4 separate regions of the Sus scrofa genome follow, and regions 1, 3 and 4 are each linked to region 2. Evidence: chromatin contacts called from public Hi-C and promoter capture Hi-C data. All regions are on one chromosome and are shown on one strand. The core of a region is the stretch at or near the end of the contact, and the rest is flanking DNA. Distances in the headings are between cores, read along the strand shown.

Region 1 (3,738 bases), core at 9-2,508, 130 kb after region 2:
ATATATTCAGATTCTTTTCCCTTATAGGTTATTACAAAATATTGAATAAATTTCCCTGTGCTATACAGTGGGACTTTGGGTCCCTTTTGGAAGTTACTGGTTGGTGTTTTTTTCTCCCAAATAGAGTGATTGCGATGAAAAGAAAATGAAATGGTTAACTTTCATATTTCTACAAAAGTATGAAAAAGAATGAGAAGTTAGGAAAGCGTGCATTATTTCTTAAGTAGGACTTTAGAGCTTCATTGGTCATAGAAATCTTTTCATTAACACATTACACAAATTCTTTAGAGGCCAATTTGCATTCACTTAGAGAAACATTTGTGGGGGTGGCATATAATATACAGAAATACCTGCTCCGTTTCTGAAAATCAATTTGTTAAATAGCCCTCAAACTATGACAGCTTTATGGTAGGATTATGACTTTTTTTGTTTCCATGTCTGCTAAAAGGCTAACAGAATAAGACAGTTTAATCACATGCCATTATGTTGAGAGGGGTGTGGGAAGCTCAGACGAGCTTCCAGAAGTGAAATTGGGTACCCAGATTTTGCAAACTGCTTCTGAGCAGAAGTCATTTAAGTACAGCTACTTGATAATTACGTGGTTTGGGATGTGGTCTGCTGAGCCCCTTCTTTTATGGGTGTCTGACCTTCCTGAGACGTGGTTGACACCACCTTCTCCACCTGAGGCCCATTTAGGTGGTTGTCAGGGAGAGTGCATTGCCAGGTGCAGATGTTGTCACCAGAGAGAGAGAGGGAGGGCTCCCCCAGAGTAATCTATGTTTCCAGCCAGATTTTTATTATTTACAGAAGATTAGGCAAAAACCAGGATTTAGACCTATATGGTCCTGGAAAATTGTTTTCTGACCTCAGGCCAAAAAAAAAAAAAACGAAAAAAAAAAAAAAGGGGGGGGGGCCGTGTGCTGACCATCCTGGGAAGCATGTCCCCAGGTGGCAGCCTAGACTGTATCCAGGCATTGGTCCTCCCAGCTGAGAATCTTTGAAGAATCAGAGCTAGATAAAGCATGAGTTCATCAGAGGCCCCTTTCCTGTGGCCACCTGGATCTTTCCAGCGACCCAGAGGCCACCAGCTGTGGAAGCGGTCTTGAGCTTTGCTGGTGATTAGCTGTACTGTAGGGAAGGCTCTTGGCATTTCCCTGGGTCCTGGAGCTCTTTGGTAGATTGGAGCCATCTGATCTGGCTCCTCACTGAGAGGGGTGTGGGCAACTCCAGTAAAAGAAAGGAGCCAGTGTCCCAGCCTCTCTCCCTGGTATTTTCCATACCAAAGGACTTAACACTCATGTTTGCAAAATTCAGTTCTGAGTGCCCTTGTCAGCTGCTACTTTAAATTCTGCGTCCTTTTCCTGTTTCTGGGTCATTGCCTAGTAAATGGTAAACATTGCCATATCCCAGCTTTCTTTCTTTTTTTTTTTTTCCCTAGGTTATTTTGTGTGAGGCTTGTCAGTAGCAGAATCCTAGGTGGCTTGACCTCGACTTTTGCCTGCTGAATTCCTGGACTGTTGTTCTACTTGGCTTCTTAGTGCATCAGGGAAAATAGCCTAACATGGTCTGGTGTAACCTTTCACTTTACAGAGAGGGCAGAGGTTGAGGAGTTTGGCAATGATTGGTTAAAGAGCCCGTGCTGGTGAATCAAACCTTTCTCAGCCCAGGCATCCTGACTCCTGTTTGAGGACTCTTTTTACCATAATAATCCATCACTCTGCATTTTATGTTCTAGGAGTGGAAATTATATTTGCCATTAGCCTAGGGAAAATGTTTTGCAATTCATATTTGGAGCTGCCGTAACAAAGATCCCTAATGCCAGCCAAAAGTGATTTGATGATTGGAATTACCTATTTGGGGAAATGATTCATGTAAATGTCCTCTGGCATCATCTATAATAAAGCGTTATAACTATGCATACATTCACACGTGTGTACACACACGCACACACATACAACACGATAGTTTGGTGACTGGATCTTAGAGAAACTCTGGAAGGATTTTCAACAAGACTACATGCATATTTATGATGGTCTGTTTAAAAGATAGACTCTCTGGCCTAGATGAAATTCACTTTGGAGGGGGCTTTGGGAAAATATCCCAATAAAATAGCTAATCAGTCTCTTCTAGGGAAACTGGAATTGAATGAGACACAGTGAGAGACTGATGTGACTGCCCAGCTGGGAAAACTGGACTTCTGTGATAGGATGCTCATGCCATTGTGTCCTTGGAAATTTAGGTGCCAAAGCTGAAGCTGCAAGGGCAAACGTGAATTACAGGCAGGGGCATTTCTGTGTGCGTGGGTGAAAGTAGCATCAGAAATTTTAGTCTTTCTGTTTATTTTTGGTGAATACTTTTCTTAAGAAATGGAGAACAGGGAGTTCCCGTCATGGCTCAGTGGTTAACGAATCCGACTAGGAACCATGAAGTTGCGGGTTCAATCCCTGGCCTTGCTCAGTGGGTTAAGGATCTGGCGTTGCCGTGAGCTGTGGTGTAGGTCGCAGACGTGGCTCAGATCCGCATTGCTGTGGCTGTGGTATAGGCCGGCAGCTACAGCTCCGATTCGACCCCTAGCCTGGGAACCTCCATATGCCGCGGGAGCGGCCCTAGAAAAGGCAAAAAAAAAAAAAAAAAGAAATGGAGAACAAATTAGTCCGATAATCACAGTGATGACAAAATAGAAGTCTGTGTCATGTAGAGTGTTATGCCGTCACTGAAATGAGTTGATCTGAGAAATTGAGGATTTAACCCAGCTTTTATTTATTTTATACCGGAAGAGTTTGGGCACTCTAAGTTGTGTTCTGAAAATTCTTTGGCTACTAAGTGTTAGTAGAGTTAGAAATGGTATTCCTCTCAGATGCTTTGGAATGAAAGCTTGTCAGTGGAAGGACTGTGAGTCAGGCAAGGCGCATACCTTCAAGCAGTTCCCACTTCTGCTAAGATTGTTCTGTTTGTGGCCACCTCCCCCCTCCCCCCTTTGGTCACTATCCAAGTCCTCCTCTGGGTTAGGTGATGGGGAAGAGCTTTGCCAGGCTTTGTTCTGGCATTAGTCCCAGTCAGGTAGTGGATTCACTGGCGACAACTTCACCAGTTCTCATTGTTTGCAGCAGATGGCTTTGGATGCAAATGTGTTGGTTTGGGTGATTGCTATCACTTTTTTAAGTGTAGGGCTTCTTAGTTCTTCAAGGCCACTAAACCCAAGACAGGAGAGAGTGTGAAATGGCAGAGACCCACAAAGAGACAGAGTCAGGTCCCTTTCGGAGTGTTTGTTTCAGGGTAACCCATTAACCTATTATCTCTAGGACAAGAGGCAATTGCTAAATTGTCCCTGGGCTTGATGGGGACTTGTGTTACTAACAGCTGTTTTAGGACCTTGTCTTCATTTTTCTGTCTTTTGGACCTCTGATACATGCAAAGTGAAGGAAATGTGCAAAAGAGTGAAAGGCAGGTTGAACAAACAAAACCAGGGAAAGCCTGGGACCCTAAAACACTCTCTGTGTGTCTTTACTCTGCAGGTCCGTGAAGGGATGAATTCATCCTTTGTCCTCATCATCACCCATTAAGGCTAGAATTGTGCCATTTATAGATTACACATCCCAAGAAAAATCTGTTTACTAAAATGGTTTCTAGTAGTTGACGCCTGTTCTCTTTGAAATGACCTTCTAAGGAGTTGACCGGAAACAAAGCTCACTGAATAAAAACAACCCTCTGTTGGCTTTTCAGCTTGTGTTAGGTTTT
Region 2 (3,488 bases), core at 575-3,074:
CAATAAGTGCTCAGTATATTTGTGGAATGAACAGTTTAGAGAAATAATTTAGCACAATGCCTAGTACATGGTAAGCATTCCAAATGACAGTTTTTATTACATTCATTTTGCGAAGGAGGAACTCATTTGGGGATGGTTATCCAGGTGTTATGTTCTGATTCAAATTCCTCGGGATTTCCTCATTTTATCACTCAATTTTTAATGAGGTAGCCAGACACATAGGGGTTATATGAACCTCTCAAAAGTTTCCACTGACCTATGGACATCCCTTAAATACAACACTTCCAAGAAAACTGACCCTCTCAAGCATTTATGGGGGAATCAAGATTCCAACAAAACCAGGAAGGACCAAACTCCAAAACAAACAAACTCAACTCATTCCCCACCCTGGGGCAGGGTGTTCACTCCGTTCTGCTAAAGATGGGAGGGGGAGGGCTCCCCAGGAACTTCCTGGCTTTTATTAGTCCCTAATCCCAAATTTAACTTTTCAAAGGTTTTTCTTTTGGAAGTGTGGGTGTAAAACTACTTCCCTAATCACATCTTGTGGGAGGATTTCGAACATGTGTATATTATTTGAAAACCTAGCATCCGGTTGGGATGTTTGGGTGGGTGGAGGACCCTGCGTGGTGGGATGAAACAGCAGGGGCATGATAAAAACAAGTCAAGATGGCTTTTAAACTGAGGCAGAAAAATTAGGCAAAAATTACAAATGGCTAATTACTTTGGCTGAATTACCCATTTAATCAAAAGCCCACCTCCCCCACTTTTAGCACCGCCATAAGAGGGGAAAATAGGGCGCTTAGAAGTCTTAGCGATAAAGATCTCTCTCACCGAGAGCCAAGGGACAAAACTCTAACAGATAAGCCCAGTCCTCCCATTTCCCTCACACGCCTCTCCGCGATTGCTAAAGAGGTTGCGGCTCCCCGAGTAGCTGCCAGGAAATCGGTCCTGCCCAGGGGCGCAGCTTTCACCCAGTCAGGGGTAAGAGGCGCACTTCCTGCACCCTCTCCACCACCAGGCCGGAGTAAGGGAACCTTCCCTCCTCCTGTGAAGCCGCGAGTTGGGAAAACTCTGCCACCGAACCATCGTGGCGCCGGGAAAAGGGGTGTGGGACTCGGAAGGACAGGATTTCAAAAGCCTAGGATCGATATGCCTCCCCACCCCCACCTCTCCCCAGTCGGGAACATGGCCAATGGAAGGCGGAAAAGAAAAGGAAAAGAGAGAGAGAGAAATGAAGAAAAAAATTAAATCTCAAAGCTCAGTCCGAGTGCAAAGGCCATTCGGCTTTGTTTCCAAAGCGGGGGAATTCGCCAGGCTGGGGGGCGCAAGCAAGGAGTGAGCAGGGCGCGCCCCGCCGCGGCGCTACCAAGGCGCGGAAACCCAACACGAAACCCCATCACGCTATGAAGGCAGCCGTCGGCCCCCCTCCTCTCTTCAAACCCGAGCCTGGGCCCCTACAAGTCTCCCGTCCGCGAAAAACGCTGACGGGGTCCAGGGGACAGCTGCCAAAGCCGCTCAAACTGCGGCGTCTTTAAGAGCTAGCTGAACGGGAATCTGGCAAAGACTCGCTGACCCCTAGAAGCAGCTGCCCTTCTCCCGCTTTCCGAGACCCAGCCAGAGCAGCCCTCGGCACCCAAACTGCCCCCGCCGAGTCCACAGCACTCCGGCCTGGCGAGGGGAGAGAAGTGGGCTGTGGGACCCCACAGAGGCGGGAGCCGAGCGTGGCTGCTTTAAGAGCGCGGTGCGCGCGCGCCCGCTGCCGGCAGCCCCGCTGCGCGTCCCCGCAGTCTCCGCGCGTCCTTGATCGCGCGCCGCCGCCACCGCCGCCGCGCGCCCCCTGCTCGCTCGCCGGCTTTAAAGTCTCTGCCAGGATCCATGCTCACATGTTACTTCCTGTATGGAGGCATGGCTAGTTTCCAGCCCCGCGCTCCCCGATCCTCCCCAGCTCGCGCCGGAGCCACAACTTTCAGGAGCATGGACTGAAGGCGCCCTCGCCCCAGCGCCCCTCTGAGATCCTTTGTGTTTTCCTTGGTTTCCTCTAGCCGTTTCTATTTTGGGGGGGCTCTTCGCTCCTCCTGCCACTACCCTCCCCTTCCCTGCTCGCAAACATGCCTCCTTCCTTCCCGGGGCCCTGGAAGGAGCTGCCTGCCTGAAGCCCGGAGACGCTGTGCCGCGCTCAGCCCCGCCGCCGCCCGCCGGCTTTAGGGCTGCGCTGCCGATTCAAGTTGGGGATCCTCGGCTGCTAGCCGCCGCCGCCGCCTTCAGTCCCTGCCTGCCCCGGGCCCCGGGCATCGCCGCCGCGCGCCGACTCCTCGCCCTGCTCGCTCCTATTTGAACAGAAAACAGCCCTTCTCCGCCGAGGATCGTCCCCAGCGTGGCTCCACGTTCCCGGTCACTTTTTGAGATTTTTCCGGGGGGCGCTCAGCGGTTTCCCGGATTCCAGGGGGACTTGGGCCGCCGAGAGCGGGGGGCCCGTTGAGCGGGCGAGCAGGGGAAGAGCCCAGGCTTGGAGGCTCACACGGAGGCAAGAACTTATTCAACAAGTTTACCACCCCCCTGCCTTCCTCTTTTCGATGTGCGTTTTCGGACATGCGGAGGTTACTGGAACCGTGTTGGTGGATTTTGTTCCTGAAAATCACCAGTTCCGTGCTCCATTATGTCGTGTGCTTCCCCGGTGAGTGCCGGCCGCCGAGGGACGCGGCCCTGGCCGGCGCGCGCGGGGGATATGGAGTTATTCCCGGGGCACGGAGCTCAGGCACCCGTCCCCGGGACCCCGGAGAGAGTGGAGGGGGGTCGGGCGCCCATGAAGGGGAGAGGGATACGCTCCGCTGGCTCTGGCAGCATTTAGGGAGGCTGGCGGTTGGGGAGGATGGAAGTAGGGGCTGGCCGGGAAGGGGGCCGGGGGCCGCAGAAGTCTGTGTTTCTCTCGGGTTTGGGGGGCCTAAGGGGGCCGGAGTCGGGAGAAAAGAAGACTCATTCTGCTGATTCGCCGCTGTTCGGGGGAGCTAGAGCTCTGGGGTTTTTGAGACCGGGGCAATGGGGAGGATGCCTTTGTGGGTTTGGGGGGCGCAGGGTGCGCCCCTTGCTCAGACGGGGTTTGAAGGAGCTTATGGGGGGGCGTGATTTGCTGCTCCCCGACCCTTTGGGGAGGCTGGTGCCCAGACGGTGGAAGCTGAAGGCTGGCCGTGAAGAATCGGGGATGTTGGGAACAGCCTGCGTTCCGGTCCCAGGGGTCAGGGGCGACCCTGGCTCGGGGGCTGGGGCTCGGGTTGCGCTTTGGTTCCGGCAAAGGGGCTTTCTTGGGCCCGGGCCCCTGGCCGTTGTGGGAGGGCAGGGAGCAGACGGTTTAGGGAGATCCGTGGCTCCCTTAGCCCGGGCCCGAGGCTCCTCTATCCCGCAACTCTGGTCGGCAGGACAGCTTCGGTGGGGGTGTGGGTGGTGGGGGGCGGGTCGGCGACTGGGTTGCTATTCGCGCCGGGGCGGATTTT
Region 3 (3,571 bases), core at 577-3,076, 250 kb before region 2:
CCAGCACCACAAACACATTGCTTAACTTTCCTAGCTTTCTATTATGGAAAATGCATATGAAAATGGCTATTTCCCTCATATAGCTCTTTAAAGGATTAAACTATAATAATTAAATATAACACCTATTTATTTATAAAGTATAGATTACAGTTTATTACTATGTGTATGACCATATGTTGTCTTCTCAAGTTTTTTCCCCTACAAATGGGAGATGCAGTATTTTATTAAAAGAGATAGTGTAAGCAGGATCTGTCAACTGTCCAGTGGCAGCAGTGTTGAACACATGCATAATCCCTAACATACTTAAAAACATATGCAATAATCCTCTACATAGTACTTGGAAGAGAGTATACAATAAACGACAACAATAACCAAAATATACTTTTACTAAACACCTCTCTTTAGGTGGACGCAGGCAGCCAAGAACGCAGGGCCACATGGAAGTTGTAGTTCCAAGCCTAGGGTGTGCTCCACAGAACGACTGGAAGTGAGACTTCACCTCCCAGGAGACACCTCGCCAAGCAAAGTGGCACGCTGGGAGATGGAGTTCTACCCTCCGGAAACAAGAGGCCTGGACTCCAAGACCCAGCAGCCTCCACTGCCTCCGCCGCCGGTGGTAAAATGGAGCCAGGAAGTGGCCAGTTCAGGTAGACCAGTTCACAGGTACGAGTCCAGGCCATTCTCGGTAGTCCCGGTCCCAGCACAGGTCACAGCCTTTCTGAAACGACTACTGGCCGTATTTAGTGCTGAAGCCCAACGCATTTCTGAGAGACTCATAATAATAAAGCAGTAAATTTGCAAGTGACAAACTTTCACAAGCAAGATTGCATTTAGATTTCAGCTCCTGGCGGCAACCTTGTGCACTCGGGCAGGGAGCGTTAACCATTTTTTTTTTTTTTTTTCCTAGATAAGCACTGTGAGTGTCTGGTCATACAGCAGAGGCAGAATTTTATCCTAGAGAGAAAGCCGCAGATAAGCTCCAGTTCCACTAACTGGCCTTTTTGCCCCCACATGAACATACCTTAAAAAAAATTAAAAAAAAAAAAAAAAAAAAACACGTTTTCATAAAAACATCAGTAAGCCATAAAATAGACGTAAGAAAGTCCAAAAGAATGCTTATTTCTCTTACCATAATTTGTGTCTTTTTAAATAACAAATTAAAATTCTCTTCCAAAATACTGCCTTCTCTGTGCTCAGCTTGAGTCCTCTCCTGGACACGTGTTCAAACCCTCCCCATTTCCCATGGGGACCCAGAGCTGCGTGTTTAACGCATATCTCTATCTGTTGGGGCAGAGTTCTGGTACTTGACAATGAAAGTGAAAACCATTTAAAATGGTCAGTGCCAACTACACCATCAGCTGGGAGCCGGGACGTCCCAAGAACCAATGGTGTGGCCCCATGCCTCAGTTTACCTACTTATAACATGCAGCGGAGGAGGGGCGATTAGGGTTAGGGCCAGTGCTCAGGAACAGGCGGTGAAAAGGTTTGGCTGAGGTGGGCGGGTCCTCGAGACAGAACCCCACCACTTCCCAACAAGCTGCGTGTACCCAGTCAGTTCCCGCCCCAGTGGGCCGCGGGAGTAATGACCCGTCGCGCTTGGAAACACAAACCCACGCCACAGAAACGTTGTTCGACTTCGGCTTGCCCCCCGCCCCTACCTTCCGAGATGTTTGCGGCTGGGAAGTGAAAGGTGGAGGGAGGGAGCGCGGGGCAGGAACAGCTCCTGGGCGTGTGCCCACGGGGGTGGCTGCCTGAGGGGCTCGGGAGCAGAGGGCAAAAAGTCCTGACGCGGGACAGAGCGCAACAAGGACTACAATTCCCAGGCAGCCCCGCGGCAGGGACGGGATTCAAGATGGCCACTCCTAGCGAGACAGGTAGGAGGGCCAATGGCGCAGAGCGCGCGCCTACACCGGGCCAATCAGAAGCCAGAGTGGCAAAATCTCTGTTTAGGGATGGAAAACACTGACTCAGGAGAGAGGCTGAGGAGAGAATTCCTTCGGAAAGGGATTTCGTCATAATTCACACAATCTGTTTTTTATCACATGTAAAAAGTAACATGATTGCTGCATTTTTGCTTCCTTCTTTCCTCCCAGCTTATTCCTCCTCACTATTCCTGTCTGGGTTTCCTTTGACTACCTCTCCTCACTCTGGATGGTTCTTGATTCCTAAAGCCTTTCATATGTTTCTCTCTGAAAGCTCATCCAGCTCATGACTACATTGGGCCTTCCCTGGCATCCTACCTAAAATGGTACCACAAGCTCCCCCGTCCCTTCCCTTCTCCCTTTTTTTGTGCTATTTTTCTCTTTCACACCTGTGCCCTAGAATAAAAGATCTATGGCAGATATGGGGATTTTTTCTGGTCACTGCAATATTTCTAGCGCCTGGAAGTATAAATAATATATATAATATGTATAATATACATTTATATATGTATATATTACTCTATGTGTGTATATATAGATATATTGATATATATATAGATATATAGAGATATATATTTTTTTAAAGGCCACACCGGCAGCATATGCAAGTTCTCCCGCCAAGGATGGAATCCAAGCAAAGCAGGATACTTTAACCCACACTGCTGGGTGGGAATCCAACCCGCACCTCCACAGAGATCTGAGCCACTGCAGTTGGACTCTTAACCCACTGTGCCAGTGGCAGGAACTCCAAAAACTTATATTATATATAAGTTTTATATATAATATATATATATACACACACACACACACCCATACCATATATTTTTATATATACTGTATGTATATGTGTGTGTGTGTGTGTATTGGGCACTCCATAAGTATATTTTGAGTAATCGAATCAATTATTCTGTTTCCCCCTTTCTTTGATGCAAATCAATTAAACCCATCTCTGGCCCTTGCACCTGCTCCCTTTTTAAATTCAAAATTATTCTCTCAATATATTCTGTGCCCAGTGCCATGTAGGTGCTAGATAAATCATTGAATCATTCTCAGTTTCCAATTTTAAGATGCTCCTGATCTAGCGGAGGATGAGAAGCAAACTTAATTTTGCAATAAATGCAACTGAATATTGCATAACAGTTAAATAATTTTTGAAAGACATACAACTCATAAATAGCTTCAGACTCTTGTTACTGCACAGTGCTGCTTCTCTCCACCACCCCAGCCTTTTCTTTTTGCCACACCCACCACATGTGGAAGTTCTTAGGCCAAGGATTGAATCCCGGTGGAGCTGTGACCCAAGCCGCTGTGCTGACAACACCAGGTCCTTAACCCACTGTGCCACAAGAGAACTCCACAATGCTGCTTCTTATAGCAACCTCCCTTCTTCAAGATTACCTCTTTCTCTTTTATTTCCTTTCCTCCCAATCCCAGTGCCAAGAAAAAAGATTTATTTATTTACTTGTCTTTTACATTTAAAAGGGAGAAACAAAAAGTGATTTCACTTGGACTAACACTTACCTATGTCCCTCCTTTCCCTGATACCATTTCCTTTTCTTTTTTTCCTTCTCTTTTATCTTTGGCCTGCTTCATTACATGCAGGTGATAACTCTAAGTCTTAGATCTCTCATCCTTTCTGATGTTTGAAC
Region 4 (3,680 bases), core at 758-3,257, 200 kb after region 2:
GCCACAAATGGCTAATGCCTACCCTTTTATACAGCACAAGATATAGAACTTTTCCATCCTTGTAGAAAATGCTATCAGACAACACTACTCAGAGAATTAGACATAGAGAAGCCAGCAGGTGACATTTACTGAGCACTGACTCTGTCGCAGGCACTGGGCTCATTGCTTTGTCTGTCTTAATTGTTGTGGAAACCAGTGCTCTGAGTTATGCCCTTTTTATAGAAAGGAAGTCATTGTGAGGAAGTGGCCTCCTGGAGAACAAGTTAGTGACCTTTCCTAAGCAATGACACCTGTCTGTCGTGACCTGCCCTCCTAGTCACTGAAGCTAAGTTTGGAAGTGGGGCAACCCAACACTTCCATCCATCCATCTTTTAAGTGAAAAGCAGATGTTAGTTTAAGATCTTCCACGTGTACAGGCCTCTCGAGATCAAGAATGCCCCATGTAGCCCTCCTTTCCTTTTGCTTGTCTCAGGGAATTATAGCTCCTCAGCATGATTTCTGCCAAAGTTTTGCATCTTTAGCTAAATAAATCAGGGACTGAAAGTGAGCGTTTTGTGTGTGTGTGTGTGTGTGTGTGTGTGTGTGTGTGTGCGCGTGTGCGTGTCTTCTTCTCACCAGTCTGCAATTCATTGAATCATTCACTGAAAGAGTATTTATCGAACCCTGGCCATAGTTCTAGGTAGCAGGGCTGTAATAGAGAACAAAACAAACAAAATTTTTTACCTGGTGAAGACTGACACTGAAGCATGCACAGAATAATAAGTAATCTCATGAAATAATACTATAAAAACTAAAGTAAGGTAAGGTCATCAAGAGACATGAAAAGAAGAAAGGTGCTATTTCAGAAGGGGAAGCCAGAAAAGGCCTTCTAATGAGGTGCTATTTGGGAAAAGAATTTGCGTATAATGAGAGACTGAGCCATGTGGATATCTGGGGCAGGTATTCTGGGGCAGAAAAAAAGTGAAGCGATAATGGAACTAGGAAAGATTAAATAATATTCCTAAAATCACTCTAACTTTAGTTGGGACTTATTCTAGAACCTTGAGTAGCCCAGGATGCTGTTCAGTGTCTTAGCATGCATAGCATGGCCCCCACAAGAAGGAATTATCTGGCCCCTGATGTCAGTAGTGTCCAGGTTGAGAAACCCTGTGCTACAGGCTCTCCTGAGTTCCTTGCTTTTGTGCAGTCTGTCGCCATGATGCTGTGAGAGCTCCACCTTTCTAGCCAGTTACAAAATCATTTCCTAAATGGAGCAAATATTCTCTGGCAAGAATGCAGCAGGCTGTGTCATGCGGGTTGGCTGAGGTGTTGCAGTGAGTGGCATGGCATTCACTCCTCTCTGGAGACCAGAGAGGAGAAATGGAAAGCTTGGCAAGTTGACCATTCCAGGAGTTTTTGCATGAACTCATAAAAGCATATATCACAACTCTGGTCATGGGGAAAAGCCCCTCCTCTCATATTGTGTGAAGGCAATTAATGATAGGCAGCAGTAAAGAGGTGATGAGATTGCTTTTATTGTTATTGTTTTATTTTTGAGGTCCCTGGTGACTACTCCTTGTGTCAATCCTTTGATCTAAGAAGCTGTTATGAAATAATATGTCTTCGTATTGCTAGCCGTGAAGGACCCTTCAGAGGAGCTGATCAAGATGCTGCAGCACCATGAGAAAATTTACAGTTACCTGGTGTGAACCTTGACAAGTCACTTCAAAGCTGGGCAGGGCATAGCACGCTTTCATAAGTGATCACTTTTACAAAAGGGAGTGGAAAGGAAAATAGAGCTATGCGTGGTGACTGTCAGGTCATCATGATCTAGCTTTTTGTCAAGTGTCAGCACCTTAATGTTTGATATGAGTAATGTTAATGTTGTAATAATGGTCACAGAGTGGATTCCTCACTTCCATGTATGGCCTAAAAGATTATACTCTGTTCGGGATGTAAATGGGTGTTTGTGTATCTTTACAGGTCAAGGTGTCCTTATCTTTCTACGGAGCAGGTGGTTGTTATCTACTTGCTCTGTCCTCTTGTTCATGTTTAGATAAAGACAGATTCGTGTGGTCACTGCCCCCAGGGAGCTCAAAGTCTCTTTTCCTCTTTCTCTTTTGAAAATGAAATCTCATTATCTGTGATAGGCAGTGACTTAGAAGGTTAAATATACCAAGATCGAATATATTTATCCTGATACTCCTGTAGTAGGCCTACGGAGATTTTGAAAAGGTGTGAGAGATCATTCATATGCCAGGTTGACCCAGAAATATTCTTTCTTTGAATTAGAATGATAACATCTTACCCAAGTATTCACATATTCATTTAAATTGTGTTCAAATCTGTGTTATTCCAGCTCCCTTGGTCCCTACAATTTGGAATTCAAATCCAGATGGCTATTTATGTTGAAGGTCATGTGAGAAGCACTTTTCTCCCCAAAGAAATGTTGGCATTATCGTAGTGTCTTTTTCGTATCCTGTCTTCTTTCTCACATCCAAGACTAGTTCCAAAGAATTTTGTTTGTCGTTACTGTTGATAAGAGACTTTGGTTTTGGAATATGTTTTCTCTTTTAAGTTTTTTTTCTCTTAAATTTTTGAGTCTAACATTCCTGATTGATAACTGTATCTTCCAGGTTTCCATACATATGTGAAAGGGGTAGATTTGGGATTTCAAATCTCTCTGGTGGAAATACCAATTGAATTATAAAAAGGAGATATGTTCCTATCACAAATGTATTATTTAACACCGTTATTATATTAAAATATTTTTTCCAATTAAAATGTTTGTTATAAAACAGCTATTCATTATTGAAGTATTACTTCAAATAGAATAGCCACACTCCATTTGTTAAGTATTTTTTTGTAGTAAGAAAGGGACACCATGCTCTTTTACTCTGTTTTCTTTTGGTTTGTTCAAATATATCATGATTTCACTGTTGTAAATAATTTTTCCTAACTTTCCTTACTCAGACAACCTCAAAATGCATAGATTCTCATTTCAGTAATTTTTCTAAAGGTTGTTCTGAGTGCTGCCCTTTGTAGAATATGTCTTACTGGATCTTAAGAGCATTTAAAGTTTTTTTTTTTTCAGGAATTTGCATCATGGCTCAGTGGTTAATGAACCTGATTAGCATCCATGAGGATGTAGATTCCATCCCTGGCCTTGCTCAGTGGGTTAAGCATTGTTGTGAGCTGTGGTGGAAGTGGCAGATGTGGCTCAGATCCATTGTTGCTGAGGTTGTGATGTAGGCCAGCAGCTACAGCTCTGATTCGACCCCTAGCCTGGGAACCTCCATATGCTGTGGGTGCTGCCCTAAAAAGACAAAAAAAAAAAAAAAAGTTTTTTGTTTTTTTTTTCATATGAATTGCTTGGCACTTAGATGTTTTAAGTGATTTTAATAAATTAGGTACGGCTGTAATATAAAAGGTAGAAAATATACACTTTTAGGCTTCAAAAGACTTCCACTTCAGTGGGTTGTAGAATGCTTAAAATATAAGTTCGGATGAATATTTGACAATTTGATTTTGAACTCTCCTTACAGAACAGAATAGATTTATGCAGTGGGAGGACAGAAAATATAATAATTAGAAATATATTAATTGATTTCAGGTTTTTATCTGTAAAATCATAGTCATAAATACGGTTATTAGAATCCATGTTTATGGTCTTGAATTTGATTGAGAGAGAGGGTTATTCA

What was found. Promoter capture Hi-C pulls out the DNA fragments that hold promoters and counts their contacts. Hi-C and Micro-C count contacts between places; a contact is called where the count stands out from the background.
Region 1: a contact with region 2 is called in a Hi-C map of liver, with 6 times the contacts expected there. The contact joins the enhancer-like site here to the promoter of PTPRG in region 2. A contact is called at or near these places in 1 of 5 promoter capture datasets (liver), 6 of 47 Hi-C or Micro-C datasets (embryonic fibroblasts, liver, psoas muscle and 1 more) and 1 of 2 datasets of contacts at active chromatin or transcription factors (skeletal muscle).
Region 3: a contact with region 2 is called in a Hi-C map of brain, with 7 times the contacts expected there. The contact joins the promoter of FHIT here to the promoter of PTPRG in region 2. A contact is called at or near these places in 1 of 5 promoter capture datasets (liver), 3 of 47 Hi-C or Micro-C datasets (brain, fetal heart ventricle and heart right ventricle) and 1 of 2 datasets of contacts at active chromatin or transcription factors (skeletal muscle).
Region 4: a contact with region 2 is called in a promoter capture Hi-C map of liver, with 5 times the contacts expected there. The contact joins the enhancer-like site here to the promoter of PTPRG in region 2. A contact is called at or near these places in 1 of 5 promoter capture datasets (liver), 6 of 47 Hi-C or Micro-C datasets (embryonic fibroblasts, liver, psoas muscle and 1 more) and 1 of 2 datasets of contacts at active chromatin or transcription factors (skeletal muscle).

Annotation. Positions count from the first base shown.
Region 1 is chr13:43,259,908-43,263,645 of Sscrofa11.1, forward strand. All of the region lies in intron 2 of PTPRG (receptor-type tyrosine-protein phosphatase gamma), which reads left to right. Among named protein-coding and RNA genes, the nearest start is that of PTPRG, 130 kb to the left of the region's middle. Within about 2 kb of position 1,259, at least 15 of the 83 cell types and tissues checked have an H3K27ac peak or open chromatin away from gene starts, as enhancers often do. A contact at or near this core is called in liver, where this site is marked.
Region 2 is chr13:43,130,962-43,134,449 of Sscrofa11.1, forward strand. It overlaps PTPRG (receptor-type tyrosine-protein phosphatase gamma), which reads left to right and starts at 1,825. Exons shown (of 31, transcript XM_021070772.1): 1 at 1,825-2,674. The coding sequence starts at 2,657.
Region 3 is chr13:42,882,973-42,886,543 of Sscrofa11.1, forward strand. FHIT (bis(5'-adenosyl)-triphosphatase) reads right to left here and starts at 1,827. Exons shown (of 10, transcript XM_021070759.1): 1 at 1,659-1,827.
Region 4 is chr13:43,327,409-43,331,088 of Sscrofa11.1, forward strand. All of the region lies in intron 3 of PTPRG (receptor-type tyrosine-protein phosphatase gamma), which reads left to right. Among named protein-coding and RNA genes, the nearest start is that of PTPRG, 200 kb to the left of the region's middle. Within about 2 kb of position 2,008, at least 2 of the 83 cell types and tissues checked have an H3K27ac peak or open chromatin away from gene starts, as enhancers often do. A contact at or near this core is called in liver, where this site is marked.